Linked DNA regions of Oryctolagus cuniculus: region 2 is linked to region 1. A link is a contact called in public Hi-C data. All regions are on one chromosome and are shown on one strand. The core of a region is the stretch at or near the end of the contact, and the rest is flanking DNA. Distances in the headings are between cores, read along the strand shown.

Evidence for each region. A called contact is a pair of places that touch in the nucleus more often than the background predicts.
Region 2: a Hi-C map of skin fibroblasts shows a contact between it and region 1, with 4 times the contacts expected there. The contact joins two enhancer-like sites. A contact is called at or near these places in 4 of 6 Hi-C or Micro-C datasets (embryonic fibroblasts, liver, skin fibroblasts and 1 more).

What each region holds. Positions count from the first base shown.
Region 1 is chr1:92,123,198-92,130,205 of mOryCun1.1, reverse strand. No RefSeq gene overlaps it. Among named protein-coding and RNA genes, the nearest start is that of ARHGAP42, 110 kb to the left of the region's middle. Within about 2 kb of position 3,270, at least 2 of the 8 cell types and tissues checked have an H3K27ac peak or open chromatin away from gene starts, as enhancers often do.
Region 2 is chr1:92,398,835-92,405,842 of mOryCun1.1, reverse strand. The region is part of intron 3 of ARHGAP42 (Rho GTPase activating protein 42); the gene reads right to left. Among named protein-coding and RNA genes, the nearest start is that of ARHGAP42, 170 kb to the right of the region's middle. Within about 2 kb of position 3,057, at least 1 of the 8 cell types and tissues checked has an H3K27ac peak or open chromatin away from gene starts, as enhancers often do.

The DNA.
Region 1 (7,008 bases), core at 2,021-4,520:
TTGATTGGGCAGTAGTTCTGCCTTTGCATCATGCAAGTTTCACCCTCCAGGAAGTGTGTGGAAGGAGGCTCCTGAGTCATAGTCAGCTGCCCAGGCCAGAGTTCCACACAAAGCTGGGAAAACTGCCCTGCACAACCCAGTAAAATGTTGACAGTCCAGCCCTTTGCCTCCAGGCGGGTCCAACCAAAACAATCTTAAATCAAAATAAAAAGGGCATGTTACTGTCCAAGTTTGCCACTTAAAATGAAAATAGAGGGCCAGTACCTTAGCTCACTAGGCTAATCCTCTGCCTGTGGCACCGGCACCCTGGGTTCTAGTCCTGGTTGGGGTGCCGGATTCTGTCCCGGTTGCCCCTCTTCCAGGCCAGCTCTCTGCTATGGCCCGGGAGTGCAGTGGAGGATGGTCCAATGCTTGGGCCCTGCACCCCATGGGAGACCAGGAGAAGCACCTGGCTCCTGGCTTCGGATCAGCGCAGTGCGCTGGCTGCGGCAGCAATTGGAGGGTGAATCAACGGTAAAGGAAGACCTTTCTCTCTGTCTCTCTCGCTCACTGTCCACTCTGCCTGTCCAAAAAAAAAAAAAAAAAAAAAAAAAAAAGAAAGAAACTAGAAATACATCCTCAGAGCAAAGATAGTTCTTGATTCACACTTATTTCTGAAATAATTAGGGTATTAATCACTATAGTTGTGTTATTTATGTATCTTAAGCCTGATATAATACTGAGATTACATGATTTTTGAGTGTTTAAAGATATGATGCTATAAATACCATTCATTTTGTCACAGTCATCTGAGGTGCTGTCTGTTGAGAGTGCTATTTGAAACATCTTTTTCTGAAATAGGTGAAATCATAATGGTACTTTCATGAAACCTCATTTTTTTTATTTGAAAGACAGAGGGAATGGAAAAGTGAGAGAGAGGGAGAGAGAGATCTTCCATCTGCTGATTCACTTGCCAAATGCCCATAACAGCCATGGCTGGCCAGGCTGAAGCCAATATACAGGAACCCCATCTGGGTATCCTGCTTGAGTGGTAAAGACTCAAGTGCTTGAGTGATAATCTGCTATCTTCTAGGGTGCACATTAGCAGGAAGCTGGATCAGAAGCAGAAGTGGGACCTGCTCCCAGGCACTTTGATGTGGGATTTAGGCATGACAAAGAGGCGGCTTAATCCACTGTGCCACAACACTTTCCCTCGAAACTTCCTTTTCAACAGTCACCAGGCAGAAGTATAACACTAATGTTTTTAATTATGTGTCTATAAAATTTTATATCAAAGCTGTATTTTGTTTTTGTCAGAGGCCTTTCTTAGTTTTCCCCTTTTTAAAACGGCAGAGAGCACTGAGAAAATGATGGGTGAGATGAAAGAAGATTCAGTATTAGATGCAATGCTACAGATCTAAGTGATGGCTCCACCAAACCCTTCATCTCATTTCCTTTACTCGTCTTGCTGCTTGGTTGTCATTATTCAGGTTCCATTCCTTACTGTTTAGGGCAAGGACATATCTTGTGTCTTGAGGTATCCTTTTCCTATACAACGTGAAAGATGTTGGCCCTCATCACCCCCTGTAGAATGCTTCTCTCTTTCTCCCCACCCTTAGACACACACACACACACACACACACACACACTTATAAATTCATGCAATCTGTCCCCATCGAATTCCATCTTTAGATCTTCAATCCAGTTTTCCTAGAAACAGACGTTCAGCAGAGAATGCCAAAATGCCAGGACTGCCTTTATTACCATCTCTGCCTCCCTGCCATGCCTCGTGCTGGATGTAGAGAAGCCGTTCAAGCATGCTTGGTGATCTGTACCTGAAAGACATGTTGTTTGAATAAAGGAAGTGTAGGGAAGAAGTAGGAGTCTTGGGCAGTGTTTGGGAGTTGCATGGTGGAATGAGGTGAGGGCTGTCAGAATAAAGGTAGAGTGATTATATATATATATATATATATATATTATATATTGTATATATAGTAATGTGGCAGGCGCACTGTGCCGATCCAAAGCCAGGAGCCAGTGCTTCCTCCTGGTCTTCCATGCAAGTGCAGGGCCCAAGGACTTGGGCCATCCTCCACTGCCTTCCCGGGCCACAGCAGAGAGCTGGACTGGAAGAGGAGCAACCGGGGCAGAATCTGGCACCCCGACTGGGACTAGAATCAGGGGTTCCGGCCCCGCAGGCTGAGAATTAGCCTAGTGAACCACGGTGCTGGCCGAGTGATTATATATTGCAGTGTAGAAGTTATTTTCCCTTCTATTTTAACCAACTAGAAAGACTAAGGAAGAAGCATTCTTTGAATAAAGAAAAAAATCCTAAATTTCTAAATCTGGACCCTGTTTCTGATGAGTCATTTTATATTTCTACTTAATTGAACTAAGGGATGCCCATAGAGTCAATTAAATGCTATTTATGGGTGTGTCTGGGAGGATGAATCTTGGAGACAGTGGTAGACTGAGTAAGGAAGATCACCCTCACTAATGGGATGGACATCAGCCAAAGATTTGAAGGTCCAGATAGAACAACGATGTGGAGAAAGGCTGAATTCTCTTTCTTCGGAAGCTGGGGCATCTATTGCCTGCCCTAAGATATCAGAGCTTCTGGTTCTTGGCCCATAGACTCCAAGATTTAAACCAGTGACCCCTCCACACATTACTCCTGGTTCTTAGGTCTTTGGATTCAGGCTGAATTATAGCACAAGTTTTCCTGGTTCTGCAGCTTGTGTAGAGCATATTGTGGGATTTCTTGGCCCCCATAATTGTGTGAGCCTATTCCCATAATAAATCCCTTTTTATATATCCTTATGTATACTTGGTTTTATTTCTCTAGAGAACACTAATACACTGCTGATTGTGGGAAAAGATTGGATAATCTGGAAAACCAAAGCAATGTCTAAAGAGTGGTGGAGGTAAAAGAAAGATTTAAAGGCATAAAAAGTCATAGCATAAACCCCAGCAGTGCCAGCTGACAGTTACTACCTTACCTTTTTCTGAGTGAAGCTTGGCCTGCTCATTATTTCACAGAGAAAGCCAAGCCTCCCAAAGCAGCAGTCCAGGACACTGTCACTGCCGATTTGTTCCTTCCCAGGCCATGGCACAAGGTCGTTCTCATTCCATGATTCTCTCGTGTAGCCCCAAAGGAACAGAGAACACCTGCATCTGTGCAGCACCTCTGCCTGGTGTTTCAGTTTAATCACTGTCAACATCAAGGAAGGGCTTGGCCTGCTTTCTCTGCAGCCTGTCTGCAACAGGAGCTGGTGTGCTCAACTCTTGCCAAAAACGAATTCTTGATGTAGATGACTAAAATAAAACTGCCTGTGAAATCTAGTGTATACATGGAGACAGGGACATAGTCTTAGCTGCAGTTGTATTTACATGGAAAAAAATAAACAGCAGAATAAACCATTAAATAACACTTTCTCTTTCTTTCTTCCTAACCCAGAGTTTCTCTTTTGTGCTCAACCCATGATCTCTTTGTGAGTAGTTTATTTTCCCAGGGAAGCTGTTTGATCAACATGGAATGTATCAGCTGAAAACAAATTGATTTGATCAAGAGAGGAGTGTCAAGAACTCTGTTTCTAACAGGAAAGAAAATGAGGGCTGGCAGGCTGTTCACCAAGAAGGCAGAGAAAAGACATCATAATTTTGAGGTATTCACTTGGCTTCCATTCAAAATAAGATCAGTCTCTTATCCTCACATCAGTTGAAGGGCAAACATCACTCCAGGTTTTTGCTTCTTCCCAAATATAGCCTGATAGTTCAGCCAAGGACAAAAGAGGGTCAGATCTTCCTATGTGTCCTTTTTCTCTGAGAGATTCTTAAGGAGGAATCTATTTTGTGACTCTGGGTAGGCGGAGGACCCATGATACTGATCTACCGAAACAAACAATTTCAAAGCTGGGAGGAAAATAGCTATAAACTCTCCACCTCAATTTGCTGGATTATTTCATCTTCTGTCATGATACAAGAATCTAAGATGTTAGAGAGAGAAGTTTGGCCTGAAAGAGTATAGCTTATCAAAAATGTGTACTTATCATCATTGGATCATAGATTGATAAGCTATTATCTAAATAGTTGTTGGTAATCAAAATTTAGTTGACCTTTGGGCTTAATTTTCTTTCCCATCTGGTTTTGGTTTTGTGGTTGTCTTTCCAGCTCTGAGGAAATGTAATAATAAAAGATTAAGAATATAAAAACAAAATATGATTGGGGATCTTATCCAATCTCTAAATAAATAAACTGATTTCAGAAAATGAGATTGGAATATAATGTTATGCCACAGACACCCAAACCAGTACACAGATCTAAAATAAATGTGTTTCCAGGCCAGCACTGTGGCACAGTGGGTTAAAGCGCCACCTGTAGTGCCGGTATCCCATATGTGTGCTAGATGGAGTCCTGGCAGCTCCACTTCTGGTCCATGCCCCTGCTAGTGTAACAAGCAGCATAAGATGACCCAAGTTCTTAGGCCCTTGCCACCCACGCTTGAGAACTGGAAGAAGCTTCTGGCTCCTTGATCCTGGCTTTGGCTTGGCCCAGTCCCCATCATTGTGGTCATTTGGGGAGTGAATCAGCAGATGGGACATTGCTCTGTCTCTACCTCTCTCTGTAACTCTGCCTTTCTGAAAAATAAATGAATCTTTAAGAATAAATGAATGTATTTCATTCTTGAATGCCAAATTCAAGAGAGAAAAATGGTTTATCCATAATATGCTGCCATTCTGTGATAGCAACAATGGGGGGAGGGAAGAGGGAGAGAGAGAGTTGTCAAAGAAAGACGCACAAAAATTTATTGGTTCAAATGGTCAAGAGATTTGGAGCCAAGTTTTTGCGGGCAACCATCAATCCTGTCAGCCCAGAAGATCATCACATTCCTTTCCACCACATCTCAATTCCTTGACACAATAAAAGCAAATGCATTTTGTGTCACCTTGATTGTCTCCAACTTGGGAACATGGAGTTTATTCCAGGGCTACTGGTTATAACATGAAAGTAACAACAATAATAGTGATGGTGAATATGTATTATAGGTTGGCTAATTGTTTAAGAACATTATAGGAATTATCTTTTGTCATTATAGCAACTCTCTATGGTAGGCTGTATTATTATTATTATTACTATTATTGTTATTATTACCTCACTGAGAGGAACCCACAGCTTTGAAAGTGAGACTTATATTAGGTTGCAGTTAGTACAGGATAGAACATGATTTGAAACTGTATTTAGGCCGGCGCCGTGGCTCACTAGGCTAATCCTCCGCCTTGCAGCGCCAGCACACCGGGTTCTAGTCCCGGTCGGGGCGCCGGATTCTGTCCCGGTTGCCCCTCTTCCAGGCCAGCTCTCTGCTATGGCCTGGGAGTGCAGTAGAGGATGGCCCAAGTACTTGGGCCCTGCACCCCATGGGAGACCAGGAGAAGCACCTGGCTCCTGGCTTTGGATCAGTGCAGCGCGCCGGCACCCGCAGCCATTGGAGGGTGAACCAACAGCAAAAAAGAAGACCTTTCTCTCTGTCTCTCTCTCACTGTCCACTCTGCCTGTCAAAAAAAAAAAAAAAAAAAAAAAAGAAACTGTATTTGTATGTCAGCATTTGTTCTCTGTCCTAGATCTCTTAGTCTGAGGCAGGCTCCCACTAGGAATAGGAAATCACTCAGAAAGGCTGCAGGGCTCTCTTGTTTTGATTCCTACCTGATGCTGTGCATGCTCTGTGAACACACAGATTCTTAGGGTCCACCTGCACATCTGCCTGTCTGCTCGTCTATCCCTTCTACTAGAAAAGAGCACCGATGGTGTCTGATGCACAGTAGGCACTAGATACATCGTCACTGGGTGACTTACGCTAAAAATGATGACATCCTGGAGATTTATAATAAACACCATAGTCTTGCTCAACTCATTCTGCATTCTTTCTTACATGTTCAATACTTTGTTTGTAATTGCATGCCAACTGTTAAAATGTAGGCAGGTGCAGTTGCAAACACAATTTGAAGCATAATTGCCATTATTATACTTGGCATTTGCAAATTTAATTCTAATTACAGAATTAGCTCTTGCATTGTATTGAAAAGAAAAATAAGTGTTTTAATTTAGCATTTTAATAGGAAGTGTATGCATATTTACTAACTTCATTATAAAACTATCATCAAGTAATTGTTGAATATCTTTGGAACAAAATGCAATTAGCTTTTTTGATGGAAGTTGTTGTACTCTTATTTTATTAGAGGCTTGTTTTACTCATAGCACTACATTGTACTCATACTTAGCTCAATCCTCAGATGCCCTCTAGTGGTAAAAAATAGTAAATAATAAAGCATGTGAATAAAATGAATTTATTCCACAGTCATACTTTCACAATCAGTAATCATTTCTGTTCTGAGTTAGCAGACAAATAAAATATAATACAAAATGGAATATTTGCTTTGTATTTCCAAATTAAAGTAGAAATCTTTTAAAATATCTAACAGTATTAATGAAATAATAGTAAAATAAGATATAGTGAGTCTATACATAATAGATTACTAATAGGTATACATAATATATGTTCACATATTAACTATATTATAGATAGAGAATAATGAAACAAATTTCTGAGTACCCAAGACTTGGCTTAAGGTATAGAAATGAAAATTGAAAAATTGGAATGACCCGGCCGGCGCCGCGGCTCACTAGGCTAATCCTCCGCCTAGCGGCGCCGGCACACCGGGTTCTAGTCCCGGTCGGGGCGCCGGATTCTGTCCCGGTTGCCCCTCTTCCAGGCCAGCCCTCTGCTGTGGCCAGGGAGTGCAGTGGAGGATGGCCCAGGTGCTTGGGCCCTGCACCCCATGGGAGACCAGGAAAAGCACCTGGCTCCTGGCTCCTGCCATCGGATCAGCGCGGTGCGCCGGCCGCAGCGCGCCGGCCGCGGCGGCCATTGGAGGGTGAACCAACGGCAAAGGAAGACCTTTCTCTCTGTCTCTCTCTCTCACTGTCCACTCTGCCTGTCAAAAAAAAAAAAAAAAAAAAAAAAAAAAAAAAAAA
Region 2 (7,008 bases), core at 1,808-4,307, 280 kb before region 1:
GAATCTTGATTTTTTTTTTTTTTTGGAAATAAAAATTCTTTAGAAAGCATTAAAATAAAAAGGAGACCATTAACAAAATTTAACTCATCTTTAAGGGTGAAATGTTATCAAAATTTAAAAAGTTTCATTACATTGCTTAGCTTCAAGATAAGTTTTAGTTCTTCAATTCCATAAACTAAAAATACAGAGATAATATACACAACAACAAAAACATGTTGACTGCAACTCCCCATAGTCTTATCATTGCCCCGCTTTTCAAGAAAATGAAATAGCTCTTATAAAGAGGACCTGAAATCCTTAAGCATACAAAGTAGATCAATACTCAAAGTCTTTTCAAAGACATTGAGGGCCAACTGCAGGTATCTCTGACATCCATCACCAATTTCTGATTTGTGAGTTTAGGCAGACATGCTGCCAGATATATAATGCAAGTGTCCTACTGGAAATAATGATAAAGTAGGTCACCTTTAATTCTCTCTGCAAACCTCTTTGCACCAGTACACACACACACACACACACACACACTAGTTAATTCTACCTTTAAAGCTAAGTTTGCAAAAGGGAAAAAAAGGTATCATGAACCTGCCATTTGGTGGAACAGCAATAATAAAGACTACCATTTACTAAATGGTTGGTTACTTTATGTTGGTAACTTCAATAAGTACTTCACCAGCACAGCAGATGTATTCCAAACAAGTGAACTAAAACTTGAAAACATTTCTCAAGTGGGGAAACACAAGAAAAAATGAGATTGAAGACAAGAGGCAATATTATGCTTAATATACTGGAAATGAAGAATACTTGGATTGAAACCCAGTTCTTGGGGCCTGCACCATGGCTCACTTGGTTAATCCTTTGCCTGCGGCACCAGCATCCCATTTGGGCCCCGGTTCTAGTCCTGGTTGCTCCTCTTCCAATCCAGTTCTCTGCTGTGGCCCAGGAAAGCAGCAGTATAAGATGGCCCAAGTGCTTGGGCACCTGCACCCGAATGGGAGACCAGGAGGAAGCACCTGGCTCCTGGCTTCGGATCGGCACAGTGCCGCCAGTGGTGGCCATTTGGGTAGTGTACCAACAGAAGGAAGACCTTTCTCTCTCTCACTGTCTATAACTCTACCTGTCAAATAAATAAATAAGAAAGAAAGAAAGGAACAAACAAACAAACAAACCAGGTTCTTTTTTTTTGAGGGTTGTTTTTTAACTGCTCTGAGTAGCAACCACATTATCTACTTAACAAGTTGATTTTTAAGGACTCAAGAGGTAATGAATTTTTTTAAAGGTTTATTTATTTATTTGAAAGTTGGAGTTACACAGAGAGAGGCAGACGCAGAGGTAGAGGCAGAGAGAGAGAGGGAGAAAGAGAGAGTGTGTGAGTCTTCCATCCACTGGTCCATTCCCCAATTGGCCGCAACGGCCTGAGCTGTGCCAATCCAAATCCAGGATCCAGGAGCTTCTTCCGGGTCTCCCATGCAGTTGCATGTGCCCAAGGACTTGGGCCATCCTCTACTGCTATCCCAGGCCACAGAAGAGAGCCAGATTGGAAGTAGAGCAGCTGGGACTCGAACTGGCACCCATATAGGATGTTGGCACTGCAGACAGCAGCTCTACCTGCTAAGTCACAGCACTGGTTCCAGAGGTAATGAATTTAAAACACAGTTCAGTGCCTTCCATATATGAAGGATTTTCAAAGAGTGTGAAAATACATATTGTGAAAAAAAACTGTTTATGGACTTCAAAAATTTTCTGCACCAACATAAAATTACCTTTCAATTCAATTTTGCACAAACTTCTTGAAGAACTATATATAGTAACTGATCAAAAAAGATAGCTTTTTACATTTCCAAATAAACAGATTATTAGTTTCATTTTGTATTTACCTGCTTAATACCCTTCCATACCTGAACCTATACTGCCCTTTGGTTGAACTATACTTATGTTTATATTACAAGAAGGTATTTTCTCATCAAAGTCCTGTAAGACAGATGGCCTGGCCTCCCCTACATGTAATCACCAGATATATATATATACACACACACACACACACACACACACACCCAGCACAGCACTGGGGTCCCTGGGAGACAGGAAAAATAAGACAGGCTAAACCTTCCAGAAAGTTAAAATTGAGAAGGGAAAAACGAATGTATTCATTCAACAAGCATTTGGTGCTTATAAAGCACTCCTTAGAAGTCAGTCATGACTGTGAGCACATTGACAAAGCTACAGGCTCTCAGATAACTTATCTAAAAAAGGACTCATGAAATAAATGTAAGGCGCATCAATCATTGTCTGGCACATACCAGAATCCACGGATGTACCCTTTGTTATTTCTAAGTAATATTTGCATGACCATTACAAAACTGGAAAAGGGAGTGTGCATTGTTATATTTCAGTTGAGGGAACTCAATTGAAGTAAGTAAGGATAGTCTGGATTATACTAAAAATCTAGGCAAAGAAGTCTGAATATGGAATCATTGCTGCGTTCTAAAGAGAGGAATACTATTAAATAACTTTTCCTAGGAAGCAACACACGTAAGATGCAGGCCCTTCATATGTAAGCTAGTTTTGGGAAGAAAAAGGTGGTGACAAGCTAGGCTAGCTAAGCAGCTGGAAGAGGAACTCCAGGCTAAAGTCACAGAGATGAGACTGGGTTCCTACAGTGTTGACAGAGGAGTAGTAGAGAATTAGCAAGATATTTCCAAGAGACATTAAAATAGTTATTGGCTAGCAGGATAAATGGGAAACAACAGCAACACTATGGTTCCAACCTCAGACACTGGAACTCTGTAACCATGTTCAGAAATGGGGCAAATGAAGTAGAGCGTAGGTTTGGTAGAGAAGGAGTAAAGACAATTTCATTTTGGATCTATTACATCTAATGTCATAGGAAGTCTCAAATACTGTGGCAGAAAATCCCACTTCACAATGACCAAACTAATCAATATGAATGTGTGTGTGTGCACGTGTGTGTGTGTGTGCATGTGTGTTTAACTTGGGAATGATAAGATTAGGAAAGTTGATAGGCCAATCCTTATAATATGTTCTTGGCATCCACACCCATATCCAATGGTTCAAATCTCTGCTAAAACCCTTCTCTGGCAGCTATATAAATATGACCTGGGAATAAGGCAAAAGCCTGAGGATATAACAAAATGGGATAATTAACAACCACCTTATGAGGCAAGTATTATTTCATATCTCTATTGCTTCCATATTTCCTGGTTCATTTTTCTTTTGGTTTTGGATTTGCTCCATGTTCTTCTCTTTTACTCTCACTCTGTTAATATGAAACTAGAGGAATACAAAAAAAAAAAAAAAAGTGGCAAAGGTACTCAGAAAAAAATGAGGCAAGAGGAGAAAAACATCCAATAGAGTGAGGGAGATAACAAAAGAAATGATTTGTTGAGTGTTTCTCATGTGCCAAAGAGTACACTAAGCTTTTCACAATGTAGACTAAAGCTGCTTTTATATGAGTAATGAAGTCCAACATGTAAGAATCATCTGGAATGCATTAAGAACGTGAGTGCTAAAGTTAGACAGACCCAGCTTCATTTGAATCTCAGCATCACAACTGATAACACTCGGTGTCTTCATCCTTATACCTCTTAAGGTTTTTATGAAAATTAACTGAGAAATAAAAATATTTTTAAAAGTTCTTAGCATAGATTTGGCATTTGATAAGGTTATGATACATATAAGCTTCTTTAAGAAACTGACTGAATGTGTATTCTGTTCATAATTGTCCAAGGCCATCCTTAGAATTTCCCCCTAAATGATTTAAAATGTAGTTATTCAATACTAGAAGATAAAAATCTAAATTAATTTAACCGAATGGCACCTTGCCAGAGGCATAACAATAGCAGATAACCATGAATCCAATTTTTCCCTTAAACCGTCACAACATATGTGTGGTTGTACATATGAATCACGATATGCCTTTTGTGTGAAGTCAATTGCTGTTGTTCCCAATATGTGGACTTAAATCAGCAAATCAAGATGGAAATGCCAATACCAAAAGGGCACTAAGTGGATTTGTGACCTGATTTGGCTGGTTCTGACCCTCATTTTGAGGGTCAGAATCCTGGGAAATGCTTGACTTTGATCCTTGCACATTGGTCAATCACCTGACTGAGATTCTTCAATTCTGAAATAATCCAAAGAAGGTGCTAAATTTTGGTAAGATGTAAAGAATTATGGTTGTTCCTAAAAGAAAATGACATGCAAATAGAAAACTCTTATTAAAATGTGAATTGGGGTACAACTCTGTTGACAAACTTTGGGAAAGCTAAAAAAAAAAAAAAAAAAGTCTTAGAGAAATACAATTTTGGTTCATATGCAACTTTTTCTCCTGAGATTTGTTCTAGAGGTAGGAACATCAAGTCACAAAGTTCAGGAGACTCAAGATTCCAAGATATTTGTGGAATATGTGACTCTGCATAATCTTATTAAGATGTTTTAGGAAAAAGACAAAAGTAATTACAGTACTCTTTATAGATACTGATTTTTAAAAATGCCTTAGTTTTATAATTTAGATACAATTAACTTGTAATTCCTATACATAATTGAAATTTTGGGCTTAAGCAGCTTATTTTTGTATTGTTACATATTTAAAGTAAAAAATGAGCATTTTTTCTTATTTTCAGCAGAAGAGAAGCAAATGTGATACTTTGTATGCCTTACAACACTATATTTACCAGTATGACACACTTTAACTGTGGTCAAGTTATATCAAGCCAGACAATTAAGTTTCCTGTAGCTTTTCTTTGCTATTTCAAGTGGTTCTAATAGACAGCCACAAGGGAGTGCTCATAAATCACTCAAAAGTAATGGCAAGAAATGTTGTCATGTGGTTAAAACAAAGATTCTCTAAATATGTTTGGAGTTTTTTTCCCTTCTACGCACTCAAGTTATAATTTTCCACAGAATATGGATTTTTCAAGTGCTATCCTATAGGAATTTTTTTTTTTTTTTTGACAGGCAGAGTGGATAGTGAGAGAGAGACAGAGAGAAAGGTCTCCCTTTTGCCGTTGGTTCACCCTCCAATGGCCGCCACGGCTGGCACGCTGCGGCCAGTGCACAGCGCTGATCCGAAGGCAGGAGCCAGGTGCTTCTCCTGGTCTCCCATGGGGTGCAGGGCCCAAGCACTTGGGCCATCCTCCACTGCACTCCCGGGCCATAGCAGAGAGCTGGCCTGGAAGAGGGGCAACTGGGACAGAAAACGGCGCCCCAACCGGGACTAGAATCTGGTGTGCCGGCGCCGCTAGGTGGAGGATTAGCCTAGTGAGCCGTGGCGCCGGCCCCCTATAGGAATTTTTTTTTTTTTTTTTTTTTTATTTCGACAGGCAGAGTGGACAGTGAGAGAGAGAGACAGAGAGAAAGGTCTTCCTTTGCCGTTGGTTCACCCTCCAATGGCCGCCGCGGCCGGCGCAGCGCGCTGATCCGATGGCAGGAGCCAGGAGCCAGGTGCTTTTCCTGGTCTCCCATGGGGTGCAGGGCCCAAGCACCTGGGCCATCCTCCACTGCACTCCCTGGCCACAGCAGAGGGCTGGCCTGGAAGAGGGGCAACCCGGACAGAATCCGGAGCCCCGACCGGGACTAGAACCCGGTGTGCCGGCGCCGCTAGGCGGAGGATTAGCCTAGTGAGCCGCGGCGCCGGCCCCCCTATAGGAATTTTTAACACTTACTTTTCACTGCTGAGAACCTCCCACAAATGGAATGTAAGAAGTATGAAAGGTAATTCTATTTACATTTTTACACATTGACTCCTCTTTCCCAGTTTTGCCTAAAATCTGCTGGTGATAGTCACAAGTCATGATGAATTAATGACCATATGTCCAATTATCCTGCAACCTACTAGGTAACACTAGGATGTAAGATTATCATTCTGTTCCTCAAACCGTCAAAGAGCCAAAACATCCAATGTTTTGAAGTAAAGATTTAATGATACTGAGATAATTAAGAAGACTACAGTGCACTATGCTACTTACAACAAGAAAACATGGATGTTATTGCTCATCGCAAAAATAGTTTACTCTTGCAATGCTGATACAGCCAATACACCCAAAGTGGAAAGATCACAAAGGCACATTCTATGAGTGGGTTGAACATAATCAATACATCTACGGACAATCTCTGATGGAAGGTTGAGTTATTCTCCTATTGGTATTTGCAACTGGAAAAATACATCAGAATTCTAATTTGGGATGACAAGCAAGTATCTCTCATCTGCCTTGTCCCATACCTTGTCCAGTTCCTTCCTCCTGAATAACTTCAGAGGAAGCAGCACTGGGAAGGGGTACTGGAATCATCCTGGACTCACTCCCAAGGTCAATTTAACTCTCCACAGCTACATAATCTTTTAACAGTAGGCAAACCCACAGCACCTCTCAATTGGAACTCAAAGGCCAAAATTCACAGGAGGTGTGAAGGATAGGCATATAATAAAATCAGAAGTCAAAAGACTAATTTCATGTTACTTTATTTCCTTTAGTATGAGCATATTATTCTCAAGAAAAAACACATCTTTTGTCTAAAAATGTACTCTGTAAGGCAATCCAAATATTATATGCATTCATTTAATTACTCTTGAATATATATTTGGTACTTTAATATTTGAACGGTTTGACTCTACTAATTAAGGCAGTGTTCTATTATGAACCCCACTCATTTATATCGCATCTGCTTTCCTCTCTATTTATTTATTTTTTTTACCAGTAACAATACTTTTCTTATAGGAATAAATTAGGGAAAGAAATTGAAGCTTTGGGAGAATCAAATTACATGACCCCTTTTCCTTTTACGAAAGATAAGTAGAAGTAGTATCCTTTCCAGCGAAATGTACACATTTGCATTTAATTAATTCAACTATGCAATCTTGGTCAACTTATTCAAATTCTCAGTTTACTTTTTTGTATAATAAAGATGATAATATGCCTTATTCTTCTAGCCTGCTTATAGAGATTAATCTTTAATTTTGTATCTAATTACCATGACTGCATTAATAAATATAAA